5 separate regions of the Mus musculus genome follow, and all the other regions are linked to region 3. Evidence: chromatin contacts called from public HiChIP or PLAC-seq and promoter capture Hi-C data. All regions are on one chromosome and are shown on one strand. The core of a region is the stretch at or near the end of the contact, and the rest is flanking DNA. Distances in the headings are between cores, read along the strand shown. Region 1 overlaps Scimp (SLP adaptor and CSK interacting membrane protein). Region 2 holds the start of Scimp (SLP adaptor and CSK interacting membrane protein). Region 3 holds the start of Med11 (mediator complex subunit 11). Region 4 has its middle 2.8 kb from the start of Gm32946. Region 5 overlaps Gm12320 (predicted gene 12320).

Evidence for each region. Promoter capture Hi-C pulls out the DNA fragments that hold promoters and counts their contacts. HiChIP or PLAC-seq counts read pairs in DNA pulled down with a chosen protein or histone mark.
Region 1: a contact with region 3 is called in an H3K4me3 HiChIP or PLAC-seq map of bone marrow-derived macrophages, with 4 times the contacts expected there. The contact joins the enhancer-like site here to the promoter of Med11 in region 3. A contact is called at or near these places in 3 of 39 promoter capture datasets (cranial neural crest, liver and second pharyngeal arch cranial neural crest), 1 of 484 Hi-C or Micro-C datasets (B cells), 10 of 115 datasets of contacts at active chromatin or transcription factors (the NIH/3T3 cell line, bone marrow-derived dendritic cells, bone marrow-derived macrophages and 5 more) and 3 of 9 other capture datasets (adipose tissue, liver and pancreatic islet).
Region 2: a promoter capture Hi-C map of liver shows a contact between it and region 3, with 4 times the contacts expected there. The contact joins the promoter of Scimp here to the promoter of Med11 in region 3. A contact is called at or near these places in 9 of 39 promoter capture datasets (the 3T3-L1 cell line, cranial neural crest, embryonic stem cells and 5 more), 10 of 115 datasets of contacts at active chromatin or transcription factors (astrocytes, bone marrow-derived macrophages, embryonic forebrain and 6 more) and 1 of 9 other capture datasets (liver).
Region 4: a contact with region 3 is called in a promoter capture Hi-C map of liver, with 1.9 times the contacts expected there. The contact joins the enhancer-like site here to the promoter of Med11 in region 3. A contact is called at or near these places in 4 of 39 promoter capture datasets (the 3T3-L1 cell line, hippocampal neurons and liver), 2 of 115 datasets of contacts at active chromatin or transcription factors (microglia and pancreatic cancer cells) and 1 of 9 other capture datasets (pancreatic islet).
Region 5: a contact with region 3 is called in a FOXA1 HiChIP or PLAC-seq map of pancreatic cancer cells. The contact joins the enhancer-like site here to the promoter of Med11 in region 3. A contact is called at or near these places in 16 of 39 promoter capture datasets (the 3T3-L1 cell line, the C10 cell line, the HPC-7 cell line and 11 more), 3 of 15 datasets of contacts at CTCF or cohesin (the NIH/3T3 cell line, embryonic stem cells and large pre-B cells), 5 of 484 Hi-C or Micro-C datasets (cortical neurons, forebrain neurons, nephron progenitors and 2 more), 24 of 115 datasets of contacts at active chromatin or transcription factors (the 230-238 cell line, the NIH/3T3 cell line, bone marrow-derived dendritic cells and 16 more) and 5 of 9 other capture datasets (adipose tissue, embryonic stem cells, liver and 2 more).

What each region holds. Positions count from the first base shown.
Region 1 is chr11:70,794,467-70,797,166 of GRCm38.p6, forward strand. All of the region lies in intron 3 of Scimp (SLP adaptor and CSK interacting membrane protein), which reads right to left. Among named protein-coding and RNA genes, the nearest start is that of Scimp, 17 kb to the right of the region's middle. Within about 2 kb of position 1,270, at least 4 of the 459 cell types and tissues checked have an H3K27ac peak or open chromatin away from gene starts, as enhancers often do. A contact at or near this core is called in bone marrow-derived macrophages, where this site is marked.
Region 2 is chr11:70,811,126-70,813,825 of GRCm38.p6, forward strand. It overlaps Scimp (SLP adaptor and CSK interacting membrane protein), which reads right to left and starts at 1,436. Exons shown (of 5, transcript NM_001045526.2): 1 at 1,351-1,436.
Region 3 is chr11:70,450,488-70,453,215 of GRCm38.p6, forward strand. It overlaps Med11 (mediator complex subunit 11), which reads left to right and starts at 1,431. Exons shown (of 3, transcript NM_025397.3): 1 at 1,431-1,576; 2 at 1,721-1,851; 3 at 2,615-2,728. The coding sequence starts at 1,492.
Region 4 is chr11:70,073,484-70,076,183 of GRCm38.p6, forward strand. No RefSeq gene overlaps it. Among named protein-coding and RNA genes, the nearest start is that of Gm32946, 2.8 kb to the right of the region's middle. Within about 2 kb of position 1,373, at least 39 of the 459 cell types and tissues checked have an H3K27ac peak or open chromatin away from gene starts, as enhancers often do. A contact at or near this core is called in liver and pancreatic cancer cells, where this site is marked.
Region 5 is chr11:70,746,682-70,749,381 of GRCm38.p6, forward strand. Gm12320 (predicted gene 12320) reads right to left here. Exons shown (of 3, transcript NR_167739.1): 3 at 2,023-2,662. Among named protein-coding and RNA genes, the nearest start is that of Gm12320, 7.1 kb to the right of the region's middle. Within about 2 kb of position 1,445, at least 52 of the 459 cell types and tissues checked have an H3K27ac peak or open chromatin away from gene starts, as enhancers often do. A contact at or near this core is called in the NIH/3T3 cell line, adipose tissue, liver and 1 more, where this site is marked.

The DNA.
Region 1 (2,700 bases), core at 20-2,519, 340 kb after region 3:
TTATTATTATATCTAAGTACATTGTAGCTGTCTTCAGATGCACCAGAAGAGAGCGTCAGATCTCATTATGGATGGTTGTGAGCCACCATGTGGTTGCTGGGATTTGAACTCAGGACCTTCAGAAGAGCAGTCGGTGCTCATAACCACTGAGCCATCTCTCCAGCCCTAGTCGGAAATTCTTAAGTGACTGAAAGCATGTGCTCAAAGGGGACTGTGGGCCCTGAGTCCCTTCTGCCTCTCTTCACCTTTCCTCTTGTGCCTGGCTTTGTACTATGCCACTTCCACCACAATGCCTCACAACAGGCCCAAAGCATCAGGACCAACCAGTCATGGATTAGAAGCTCACAAACTGTGAGCCAAAAGAAACCTCTTCTCTTTATAAACTGATTGTCCCAGGCGTTTGTTATAGTAACAGCAGCTCCCATACAAGTCACCATCACACTGGCCAAAGGTCCATTCACAGTAGAAGGGACAAATTTACCATGACCCACTCCCACAGTGGAATGCTCTACAGCAAGAGGAATGAACAGTCTACAACTACACTCAATGAATCTCACAAAAATCATACTGACTCGGGCTGGTAGCCCAATAGTGGAGCCTGGCATGTTGTATGTGAGGCCCTGGGATTGTACTGAAAAAAAAAAAATGGGTAAAAAAAAAAAAAGCAAACTACCATGTGCTATTCCACTCTTGTGAAGCACAAAACAATAAAATGCCTGGCTGGTTCCTTCTGGCTAGAAGGGATTTGTAGGTGCCATGGCTGAAGGCCTTAGAAGTAAATGTCTATGATGTTAGCAATAGCTTCTCTTGAACTGGGGATCTGTTACCTATGTCTGCTTCATTCATAGCAACTTGTTGAGCTGTGTGCTTCCTGAAAAAAAAAATCTGTAGTGTACTGGCTGGTTTTGTGTGTCAACTTGACACAAGCTGGAGTTATCACAGAGAAAGGAGCCTCCCTTGAGAAAATGCCTCCGTGAGATCCAGCTGTAAGGCATTTTCTCAATTAGTGATCAAAAGTGGGAGGACCCATTGTGGGGTGGTGCCACCCCTGGGCTGGTAGTCCTGGGTTCTATAAGAAAGCAAGCTGAGCAAGCCAGGGGAAGCAAGCCAGTAAGTAACATCCCTCCATGGCCTCTGCATCAGCTCCTGCTTCCTGCCCTGCTTGAGTTCCAGTTCTGACTTCTTTTAGCGATGTGGAACTGAATAAACCATTTCCTCACCAACTTGTTTCTTGGTCATGATGTTTTGTACAGGAATAGAAACCCTGACTAAGGCATGTCCTAATAGCACATTTCTGTGGGAAGTTTTCACATTGTAGCAAGGCCTTGGCCACCTGGCTCTGTGATGCTTGATTGACTTACTCAACAAGGGGATCAGATTGGACGAGGAAAGGTTATATTTGCTGGTCTCTTTGAACACCAATACAACCCATTTTAGAAAAGTGTAGATTTTCTTGTAGATAGGCAAAGGCTGGCCCTTAGCTGGGTCCTGGGTGGTCACCTCTCAGTTTTTAGCATCACAGTTTTTTTTTTTTTTTTTTTTTTTTTACTACTTGGAGCTCAATTTATTTATTTTTCTGATGTGTAGCAATTTTGTTACCAAAATAGAAAATAGATGGAAAAGGATTAACATTATGCCTACTGGGAGTCATCAAAACATATCTTAAAACAAAAATGAAACATGCACTAATAACAGAAATTTATTGGAAAGAATTGGAGCTAAGAGTAAATTTATAATCAAGAAAAACAAGGTAAATCAAGAAAGTTTTCTGGCAGAACATAGGTGGCAAGTTTGATATAGTATTCTCCCCCCCCCACCCCTTTCAAGATAGAGTTTCACCATGGAACTCTGGTTGTCCTGGAACTTGCTTTGTACACCAGGGTGGATCCAAACTCAAAAGAGTCACCTGCATTTGCTTCTGGATTGCTGAGATTAAAGTTGTGTGCCACCACCTCCTGGCAACATCCTATTCTTTTTTTTTTTTTTTTTTTCCATTTTTTATTAGGTATTTAACTCATTTACATTTCCAATGCTATACCAAAAGTCCCCCATATCCACCCACCCCCACTCCCCTGCCCACCCACTCCCCCTTTTTGGCCCTGGTATTCCCCTGTACTGGGGCATATAAAGTTTGCAAGTCCAATGGGCCTCTCTTTCCAGTGATGGCCGACTAGGCCATCTTTTGATATATATGCAGCTAGAGTCAAGAGCTCCGGGGTACTGGTTAGCTCATAATGTTGTTCCACCTATAGGGTTGCAGATCCCTTTAGCTCCTTGGCTACTTTCTCTAGCTCCTCCATTGGGAGCCCTATGATCCATCCATTAGCTGACTGTGAGCATCCACTTCTGTGTTTGCTGGGCCCCGGCATAGTCTCACAAGAGACAGCTACATCTGCGTCCTTTCAATAAAATCTTGCTAGTGTATGCAATGAGCATCACAGTTTTAACTCTTATGTATATACCACTCCTGCTGGCTATGCTCATGATCTCATTTATGGGGCATGCCTGTTTCTGTTCATCTGAACCCCTGAGTCATGTTTTATCAATTTGACTCTTGGAGGGGCTGGGGACTGAGTAATTGAGTAATTCAGTGATGGTTTCTCTATCACTATCTCTGGGTACCAAGGCTCCGCTGAGCTGCTTGGGTCTGTGATGAGCTCCATGCTTGGGTCTGTGATGTTTCATGTGAGTTGACATACA
Region 2 (2,700 bases), core at 186-2,685, 360 kb after region 3:
CCTGTAGAACTAACAAGGCGAGGGTACTTATGCATAATGAATGCCTGTCTCCACTGATATTTAACTCTGTTATGGCTAGCTCTGATGCCTGCATGTGTTAACACAGTGTTTGGGCCAATAACTGGACTGGCAGTTGCCCACACTGTCCTGCTGCTTGCTGCATGTGTGTCTCAGCATGACAGCTTAGCAAGCCGGGACGGCCGCACATTAATCCTGAGTCTGATTTATTATATCATAGGACTCAGTTCTATCCATACATGCTCAGTCCCCACAGCTTATTGCTTATCTAGCAGATTTGTTTACCTACAGTTAGGAAATACATCTATTTGCTAGGAAAAAAGGAAACAGGAACAGGGGAGAAAGGGAGGAAAAGGGGAGGAAGAGATAGATGTAGGGAGAAGGGAGGAGAAGGAAGGGAGAAGGGAGAAGGGGGAGGGGGAGAGGGGAGAAGGCGGGAGGAACTCCATCCTGACACACTTCTGGAGATGCTGATCCTCCCACATGGTCTATGGCATAATACAGGGATTGAAAAAATGATTTCTGAAGAGCTAGTGACATGGCTCAGTGGTTAAGAACAATGACTGCTCTTTCAGAGGAGTCCCAAGTTCCGTTCCCAGCACGGTGTTGTGGCTCACAACCATCTGTAAGTTCAGTTTCAAGGATCTGATGGCCTCATCTCTCCTCCAAGGACGCCAGGCATGTATATGATACGCAGACACACATGCAGGAAAAATTCCCAAACAGAGAAAGGAAAATATTTTCTATAAGAAAAAAAAAAAAAAAGAATTGAGAACATTGATTTCCAGAGGTCAAAAGCAGAAGGCTCCATCGAGGTCTCACGCCAGCTGAACACCTCTGAGTCCCGAGGCTTCTGAAGGTTGGCAAGTGCCTTATAAATCCCAGACACCAGAGGCTGAGTGCCAAAGGCACCGAGAGGCGTGCTGTTCTGATTCTTTCATCCAAGAGCACTGAGAGGTAGCCAGCGTTTACAATACACAGTACAGTGCGGGTCCTCTACCAATCAAATACCAGATATTACAGACACTATGCAGATAGCGATAATTCCTCACACTTCACACAACTCACTCCCAACTGTGACTTCATCCTTCCAGGTAAACTTGCCTTGCCTGGCACACACACTGGAGGAGTAAGGAGATGGCCAGCGTCACTCAGCAGCCACGCCAAGTGAACTCTTCCAGGCCACTCTTTCTCCAGTTGTACCCGGCTGTGTACTACAGCCTCGAGCGACAGTCCCCTCAGCCTGTGCCTGTGGGGTTGCCTATTTGGCCACACGTCTAACAGCAACATGGACAGATGACTATGGTGGGAAAAGCAAGTTGAAGCACTTACCTAGACTGCCGGGGTGTTCACTGGAAGCAGCTGGGGAGACAGCTGTGGACTGAGGGTGTTACTCAAGCACAACTGGGGAGAGGCTTGATCGCCCACATACCCTCACTCACCCTTGGAGGCTGCAGGCACTAGCCTGACCACACTTCCTCTTTCTGGTCCCCATTCTAGTGAAGCTAACTACTCCAGTTTTGTTTTTTGTTTTTTGTTTTTCTGTTTTTAAAAGCTACCTTCCCACTGCCCTTCGTGGCTCCAGCAGAGGCCCATGAAGGCTGGTCGTGGTGTGGAAGGGGGTCCTGAGAGGAATCAGGCTCCAGAGTGAGTGAGTGAGTGAGTGAGGGGGTTGCCCCAGGGGAAGTCTCCCTTAAACTTTCCTGGGCATGGTCATGTGGGACTCAAGAAGAGAGAGGGGGGCCCTAGGTCTACCCAGAGATGCATGGTGGGAAATGGAAGACAGATGCATCATCCCGCAAGTGTGGCTCTTGAACCCCTGGACCTGTTGGCCCAACTTCTGTTTAGAGGAGTCAAGGAGACTCTAAGAGAGTGTCTAAGAGAGCATGGTGGTGATACCTAGAGGGTAGCCTAGGCTGTTCTTGAACTTGTGATATTCCTACTTCTGCCTCCCAAGTACCAGATTACAAGTGCATGCTGTGACACCCGGCCAGTGGACAGTGTTAATTGAATTGAATCATTTCCTACCACACTGTGAGACAGAGTTCCCAGTGATGCTCATAGCCTCTAAAAATGGAAGTTTGGGGTGAGGAAACAAAGAAACTGCCTTGTAGAAGTAGCTGCTTGTGGTGAGTCGTCACTTCATGGCAGCATGGATGTGTGTGAGATGCCTCTCCAAGGGAGGGGTGCGCTGGCACTCAGGAACAATGATGACAACTAAAGTGACTGGGGAAGATTCCCCCACCTGCCCAGAAGATACCCACAGGTAGCATTCACTGGTGTTTACGGTGTAAATATTCCTACCATGGTCAATTTCAAAATATCAACATGGCATCCAGGAACTTGGAATTGGGAGGAAAGTGCACAAGGCTGCTCTCTCTCCCAAGCCTTCTGGGCCAACTGCATTGTATTGTTAGGAGCCACTGTTGAGTACTGCTGGGGGCTAGGACTCTACCAGGGTTTCACTTTCCTGGTCTCAATAGACCTTCACTTAATTCGATTATTTCCTTTGTTTCTTAGAATACTGAAGCGTGTGGAGGTTCTGCCATGGAACCAGTTTTTCATGGTGACCTTCAACTCAGATCTGTCCACACCAAAGGCAAAGCTGGTGCTCTTCCCTACTCACTTAGCTGAAACTTAATTGCTCAAAAATTGTCCTAAGCTAGGCATGGTGGTGCATAC
Region 3 (2,728 bases), core at 181-2,680:
TTAAGAGCAATGGCTGCCCTTTCAGAGGAACCTGTTCAATTCCCAGCAACCACACAGTACCTCAAAACTGCCTACAGCTCCAGTTCTAAACAATCCAATGTCCTCTCTAACCTCCATGAGCAATGCATGCACATCACTCACAGACACACATACAGATACAAAATACCCTTACTCACCAAATTAAATAAATAAATCTTGGTGGGCAGTGGTGATGCACACCTTTAATCCCAGTACTCAGGAGACAGAGGCAGGCGGATCTTGGTGAGTTCGAGGACAGCCTGACCTACAGAGCAAGTTCCAAGACAACCAGGGCTACAAAGAGAAACCTTGTCTCAAAAAAACCAAATAAAATAAAATAAGCTAACAAACACCATTGAGTGAGAGAACATTTCATTTATCTCTATATCCATAGAGCCTAGCACACCTAATTGATAATCAAAGACAGAAAGGTCGAGGGAAGGAACCAGGACATGAGAATGAGCTGGGCTCAGGATCAGGAAGAAGCCTTAGGCACGGAGAATGTCATGCTTTCCTTGGGAGAGGTTGGCCACCAAAGAGCCCATGACTACCCAGTATGGAGGAACCCACTTGAACTCCCACTGTCATCACCTGGCCCAGGGCCAATGCTTAATAATAAATTCTTATAAATTCAGTAAGTCAGACAGTTAACTAAATCAGAGAGGTCTGAGTGGCTTTGGGCCACAGGGCTGTTTCAGTGGTGGCTCATATCTTTAATCCCAGTATTTAGGGAGGCAGAGGCAGTGATACTCAATTTGTGGGGAAGGGGGTGAGGGGAAGACTAGTGCCCAAGTCATGTCTGGCCACCCTTCTTTAATAAGCCAATTAAAAATGGAAAGTTAAAAAAGGAGACGTATCCAATGTGGCCACATTGGGAAGAGTGACAAAGAGATCCGGCAAGCCCCCTCAAGTCAGTCTTCAGGGTGCTAACGCAACATCAAAGTTTAAATAGAGCAAGGTTGTGCACATCTAAGTACCCCACCCCCACCCGCACCCCCACCCTCAGTCAAGGTGTGTGGTCACACCCATCACTGACTATTCATTATCTGGGCTTCAGTCTCATCCTGTAAAGTGGTCTGACAAGTTGTTAGAACTGTGTAAAATCTCTTTCTGGAAGACAAGTTCTGATAGTCAAGACTGAAGAGATACAAGTATCTCTTTAAACTATCTTCATTTTTGACAGACCTATTACACCAGAGGATCTCTATGAGTTCCAGGCCAACTTGGTCTAAACTGAGATCCTGTCAGAAAACAAGTCAATAACCGCCTCTTTCCACCCCTGTCTGGCCTGGCATTAGCGCCCTGGCAGTCAGACTAGACCAGGTAGACTCGGAAGGGCGAGGCCGCGCTGAGCATCCTGGGAATTGTAGTGTTCGCTGCAGTGGCCTCTGCGCAGGCGCACATTAACAGGCATTTCCGGGCTGTGGCGCCACACCTCGCAAAAGACGGCCTGTGGGGCTTTCCACTGGAACGATGGCTACCTACAGTCTGGCGAACGAGCGGCTGCGCGCCCTGGAGGATATCGAGCGTGAAATCGGCGCCATCCTCCAGAACGCAGGTTCGGGAAGCGAGGGGCAGACGGCAAGGGGTGAAGACCAGCCCGGGACTCTGCGTGCAGTTGGGGCGGGACCTGAATGCTAGCCTTAGGGCGGGGCTGAGTCTGAAGCCTGGGTCTGACATCGCCCTCTCCCCGCCCTGGCAGGAACGGCGATCCTGGAACTGTCCAAGGAAAAGACTAACGAGCGGCTCCTCGACCGGCAGGCGGCAGCCTTCACCACTTCTGTGCAGCACGTGGAGGCAGAGCTATCCGCTCAAATCCGCTACCTCACTCAGGTGGGTGTGTCTAGAAGGTGCTGGGCGGGGACCCCAGCTCTGAACCAACGCCCTAGCCTTGGGGATTCCCTGAGCTTTAGCTAGGTAAGACTGCCTCTTACGCGATAGGTACTTTCATTTCAGGGCTGGTTTAGTCCTCTAAAAGGAAAGGATTAAAAATGTCTAGGGTGTATAAACAATACCCTAGGCATACCAGCTGGCACAGGCCGGTATTCTGAGCTACTTAAGTGCCTGAGGCTGGAAGATCACAAGTTCAAAACTTGTCTGGGCAATTCAGACCCAGTAGGTCAGAAAGAGAGTTGGAGCTCTGTGTTAGAGCACTTACCTACCATAAAGAGGCCCAGGTACTGAAATAAATAAATAAAAATAAATAAATAAATAAATACTGAAGCTACCGAACGTTGTTCCCAGAAACTTGTGAGGCCATATTTGCTTGGGGACTAAGAAGACAGACATCGCTAAGAGGCTTCCAGAGTCTTTACTCCAGCTGCTACTGTTTACTGACATCTGTGGTGTGCTGGGCATATCCTAAAACTCTAGGAAGTATTCGCTGTGGTCCCTATTTCATAGATGAGGTTCACACAGTGGTTAAGCTTTTTCTTTTTTTTTTTTTTTTGTTGTTGTTGTTGTTGCCTTAGAACACTGAGTTACCAGTCAACTAATGTAGATCAAACTTGGGAAAGATGTGAGACCAGAGAAATAATACTGCCCGGTTGTGGGTGGTAAAGAGAGGCAGTACCCCATTGATTGATCTGACTTGTAGGTGGCCACAGGGCAGCCGCATGAGGGCTCCAGCTACTCTTCCAGGAAGGACTGTCAAATGGCTCTAAAGCGAGTAGACTACGCCCGCCTCAAGATTAGTGATGTGGCGAGAACC
Region 4 (2,700 bases), core at 123-2,622, 380 kb before region 3:
TAGAGAAGTGTGTTTAGTCATCAGCTCTGTACACGGGCCTATGAGGCAGGACAGCCTCAGACCAGCTTTTGTCAGAATAAGGACCTTTTGCCAGGTTACCTGCTGACTTCATCTAGGGAGGATATTAAATGTCAGTTTGGCTACACACACACACACACACACACACACACACACACACACACACACACACAAGCTTAATTTCCTGAAACCCAGCACCGCGTTTTATCTTTAAAAGCTAAGAACAAAAGCTATTGCTAGCAGGAGTTACAGGCAGGCTTGGTGGGTGAGATAGACCCCCACCTCCACCCTCTAGGGCGGATGGGATGCTGGAATCCGGTGGAAGCATGGATCACATTTAGCCAGACTCCCAGTCCAGGGACCACTGGGTTTACAGCAGGCTCCTGTAGCCTCCCAGACACCTCACTCCCACTCCCAATCCCCTTCGTGCCTGCCAGGCTGCGGCTGCAGACGAACTTTCACTACACTTTACTGGGCTTTGCAGGCAGGCAAGGAGCAGGATGAAAAGACTGAATGATTTTGGTGCTGGGATCCTTCCTCTCCATCCGCAGCAATGGACCCCATCTCCCCACAAAGGACAGGAGCGCAGTCTCAGCTGGTGGTTCTCAAATATGCTCTTTGGCCAATCAGAGCACCGCAAAGTCTGTTGCAGGCTGCGTCAAAAACATGCATGCCAGAAGCTTCATCTTCTACTAGGTTGAAGAGATGCTTGTAGCAGACTTGAGTGTTGAGGATCCACAGAGGCAGTTGGTTAAAGGAGCTGGCTGAGAAGATACACCTGGGGTGAGACGCTGAGAGAAACTACTGCAGGAGATTCTACTACCCACTCAGTGCGTGGCAGTGATGCCCGGGGAGTGGGATTTTGTTCTGCGTGGGAAGACCCCACCCCGGAGCAGAGCTCTGGGTAGGTGCTCTTGTTTACCTCCAACCCTGCAGTTCTCACTCAACGGCAAGAAAGGATGTGAACTGTTAGAGATAGGTAAGACCCAAGACGGCCGGCCTTTGGCCAGTGAACTTAGAACACAGTCGTCCTGGCTCTGGATCTGGTTCAGCATATCTGGATTGGAACCAGAAAACTGGTATCTTCTGAGGCCACGCCTCCTTGACCTCACCGCAAGCAGTTTTCCCTGGTCACTCTAAGAGTGACCACTATTGAAAGGAGCTGGGGGTGGGGTGTGTGTGTGTGTGTGTAAGTGGTCAACTTAGTCTTAGGAGTTTAATTATGGATTTTTAAAAAGAAGCTGTAAGAACTAACGGTCTAACATTTCACTTTAGTATTTAGGAAAGAGGCATAAATAGTATTGCGAAATGTTGCTTAAGGGCACCTGAAACTGGAGCTGTACCACACGGTGGCGCTGCTATCCTGAGTGTAGGCTGGGCCACTTCCTAATCTCCATGTGGCTAACAGTCTCCCCGCCGCTGGTATTCCTGACTTATTACTTACTAAGACCTATTTTCCATCTTGGCTGTCCCGGACCCAGACCTGCCGTGCTCCTGGGCCACGATCCCCAACTCTTACGTGATGGTTATGCTCTTTCTTCTGCACCTCTTAGGCCTTGTCTTTGCTCCTTTCCCAGAGTGATGGCTCTCTCCCTCCTCCCTCGGTCCCTTGCCTGGGAATTCTAAAGTCCTCCTTCTGTCTCCCTGCCCAGCCAGTGGCCACCGGCAACTTTATTTACCAATCAAAACCAATTGGGGGCAGGGTCCCTCACTATCTTATGTGCAGATTCCCATGTAATTTTGGGCACCCAATAAACACAATACAAGAGTTAGACCAAATCCACAACACTACCCAGCTGCAAACCTGTGACCCACAACAGTTGGCACATGGGTGAGATATATATAAAAATGCAATAAGTGGCATTTGCATGTTGGTGGAGTTGACATTCACTCGACAGAGGGCAACCATGCCTCGTACTGGAACTAGCTTCCCGGAACTAGCAAGGTCATAGAGCTGAGAAGAGAACGTATTACTACCACCATTGTTTTTATTTTTCAGAGACTACTTTTAATATGGGTTCTTAAACACTTTATCCTCCCTTCTAGGCTACCGCCCAGCAGAGGCAGTGGGAAAGAGAGGTTATTAGGATACGGGGAAGTCAACCTGTTTAGAAAATCAACAGTCCAGTTCACAGGTCAACATCGGCAGCTAGATACACTCGAAAACACTTCACAGATATACAGTCAGTCAGTTCAGGAGTGTTGGAATAGCAAACACAAATCAGCAGCTGTGGCATGACCTAGCAGATATAGCCAGGCCTCCGCTGACTCAGCATGAGTCAGCAGGGACACCAGGAGTTCTTTGCTGTGTCTCTCTCAACAAAGTGAAGATCTGTGAAGATACTACAAGCATTGCAAAGCTAGCTGTGCAAGCCCCCATCACTCTCCGTCGAGTCCTATTTATACTCTCTCCAAACATCATGTGTCCTCCATGGATCTTGCCTCATCACATGTCTTGCCTCAGCATGTGAGTCTGTCTTAACAAAACTCCACGTGAGTCTGGACCGGCTGACATCACTCTGCCAATCGACCCGAGTCCGGGGAAGTGGCAAGAAGCCGCCAGCACACCACCAGAGGTTTTTGGTGTGTTTCTCTCTATGGATTCATGGCAAGCAGAGCTCATCATTGCCATGTAAGGTGAACCAATACATGCCTGTCATTAGTGAAGCATCCTTCATCACG
Region 5 (2,700 bases), core at 195-2,694, 300 kb after region 3:
CAACTACAATGAAGAAAAAAGTATTTGGCAAATATTTTAGTTGGCTCGGTGACTCTAATTCTGCTGCTCCATGTGGTGGACAACAGACGGCTAAGCTACAGGAAGAACAAGAACGAGTCCTGTTACGAAGCCATCCTGATACTTACTGGCTGTTTTCTTCCTTGGGTAATAGGAGCTCAGATTTTTTGCAAGAACAGCCAGTACTCTGAACTGCTGAGCTATCTCTCTAGCCTCTCTCTTTCTTTCTTAACTTTTTGTTTTCCGTGGGTTGGCTCAGGGGCTGGCTCAGCAGTTGAGAGCACAGGTTGCTCTTCTAGAGAATCCGAGTTTGATTCCTGTGACCCACATGGTGGCTGACAACCATCTTTAACTACAGTTCCAGAAGATTCGATCTCCTGGCCTCTGTGGGCGACAGGCAAGCAAGTGGTACACAGACACACATGCAGACAAAATACACATAACTGTAAAATACACACACACACACACACACACACACACATACACACACACACACACACACACACACACATATATATATATATATTAAATATCCATGCAGGCCACAGTGCACATGTGGTCAGAGAACAAGTTTCAGGAGTTGGTTCTCTCCTTTTTACTTGGTGAACCAGGATCTCTCTCTCTCTCTCTTTTTCTTTTTGTTGGGATTGATTGAAGTGCCACCAGCCCAGGTTCTCTCTTGTTCTTTCTACTGTTGTGCTGTATAAAGCAGGCTAGCCGACCTATGAGGTTCTAGGTCATTCTCCGCCCCTCCTCTTGTACTGGATTACACCTGAACAAGGGATTACAGATGCGTGCCACCTCATCCAGCTTCTTACTAAGCACAGGGGATCCGAGCTAGCGCCTCTACCGCCTGAGCTCAGAGTCACTTTTTTTTTTTTAAAGATTTATTTATTATTATATGTAAGTACACTGTAGCTGTCTTCAGACACCAGATGAGGGAGTCAGATCTTGTTACAGATGGTTGTGAGCCACCATGTGGTTGCTGGGATTTTAACTCTGGACCTTCGGAAGAGCAGTCGGGTGCTCTTACCCACTGAGTCATCTCACCAGCCCGAGTCACTTATTTTTAACGGACATTTACTGCATGCGTAGGTGGGTGCTGGGGCTTGACCCCAAGGCTTCATTCCTGGGGCAACTTTAATAGCAGCACTAGTACTTTATAATTTTATAATGAGAGCTTCTCTATAGCTTTAAAAAGTTTTGGGCATTTACTGTAAGAATAATAGTTGGCAGTCATTTGTTACCAGGAACCAGGACAGGTTAGAACCCTAAGACAGGAGACTGGAGGAGGAAAAAACAGTGAGCCAGAGTTGTTCACTAATGCATGTGTAATATCCTTTGATGACTCATAAACATACTTGGGGGTGGCCGTGCCTGGCTCTGTAGATCTTTGACCTGCATTGGATTTTGCCTGTCAGAACTGAGCCTTTTGTTTGTGGGCCACGGGTCAGGGAAATGTGGGCTATGACAACATGCCCAGCTGAAGTCTTCTCACCTAGTCCACCTTTTTTCACCTGTCAGCTATATCACCAACCCTGGCCTCAGCCTTAGTGCCATTTTGACTTTTTGCCTCTTCTACTTGGCTATAGCAGCCCAAGCAATTCCTTACAGCCTGCTAAGTAAGAACTTGACAAATGTCCTCTGGCACCATTCCTGCTAAACCATCAGTAGAGTCAACTTAGCATTGGTTTCTGTAGAAAGGATCTTTATGTACTGTGTGGAAGCATCAGCTGCCAATAACAAGCCTACGGTCAGTGAGCTGAGTCAGGATTAGAAGGTGGGACATCCGGCAGAGAGAGAGAGAGGGAGAGAGGGAGGGAGGGAGGGAGGAAAGAGAAAGAGAGAGAGAGAGAAAGAGAGAGAGAGAGGATTCTGGGAAAGTCAGGCTGGGGAGATTTGCCCCGAACGCTGAAGGAGATAGTTGAATGAAACTGAGAAGTAACCAACCCCAACCACATGGAACATAGGAAAAGATAAATGAGTAATTAAGTTATGAGCTAGTCGGGGAACAAGCCAAAGCTTTTGGCATTTATTCACGAAATATTAAGGCTCAGAGCCATTATTTCGGGGAACAAAGAGGCTGGGTAGGAAAGCCCTGTGGTTACAGATTGCACTGCCCATCCGACATGGGTGCACCTAGCTTGACTTAACAAGTGAGTGGTTTCTCTATGCAAAGATACCATTTCCTACCCGGTTGTGTCTTCCCAAGTACCTCCCTCCTCCCAGCCCCATGGCCCACCAGAAGCCCTGAGCATCTGTCGTTAGATGTATCTAGATGATACTTGTGATGCTTTGACTGAGAATGTGCCCCACAGGCTCAGCGGTTTGAACACTTGGTCTTCAGTTGGAGGAGCTGTTTGAGAAGGTTTGGGAGGTGTGGTCTTGCTGAAGGAATGATGTCACCGGGGAAAGACTTTGAGGTTCCAAAAGTCACATGTCATTTTGAGTTCGTTGTCTCTTTTCATTCCTGCAGCTCAAACTGTGAGCTCTGTGATTCATGTTCCTGCTCCTGTGTCCTTGCTCCTCCGTCAGGCATTCCAATCCTCTGGGACTCTAAGCCAAAGAAACTCTTCTTTTTATGAGTTCCCTTGGTCACAGTGTTTTGTTACAGCAAGTAGCTGATGCAATATTGTTCTAGTTTCTAGGGACAGGGTGGTACAAAGAAGAAGAAAAAAAAAA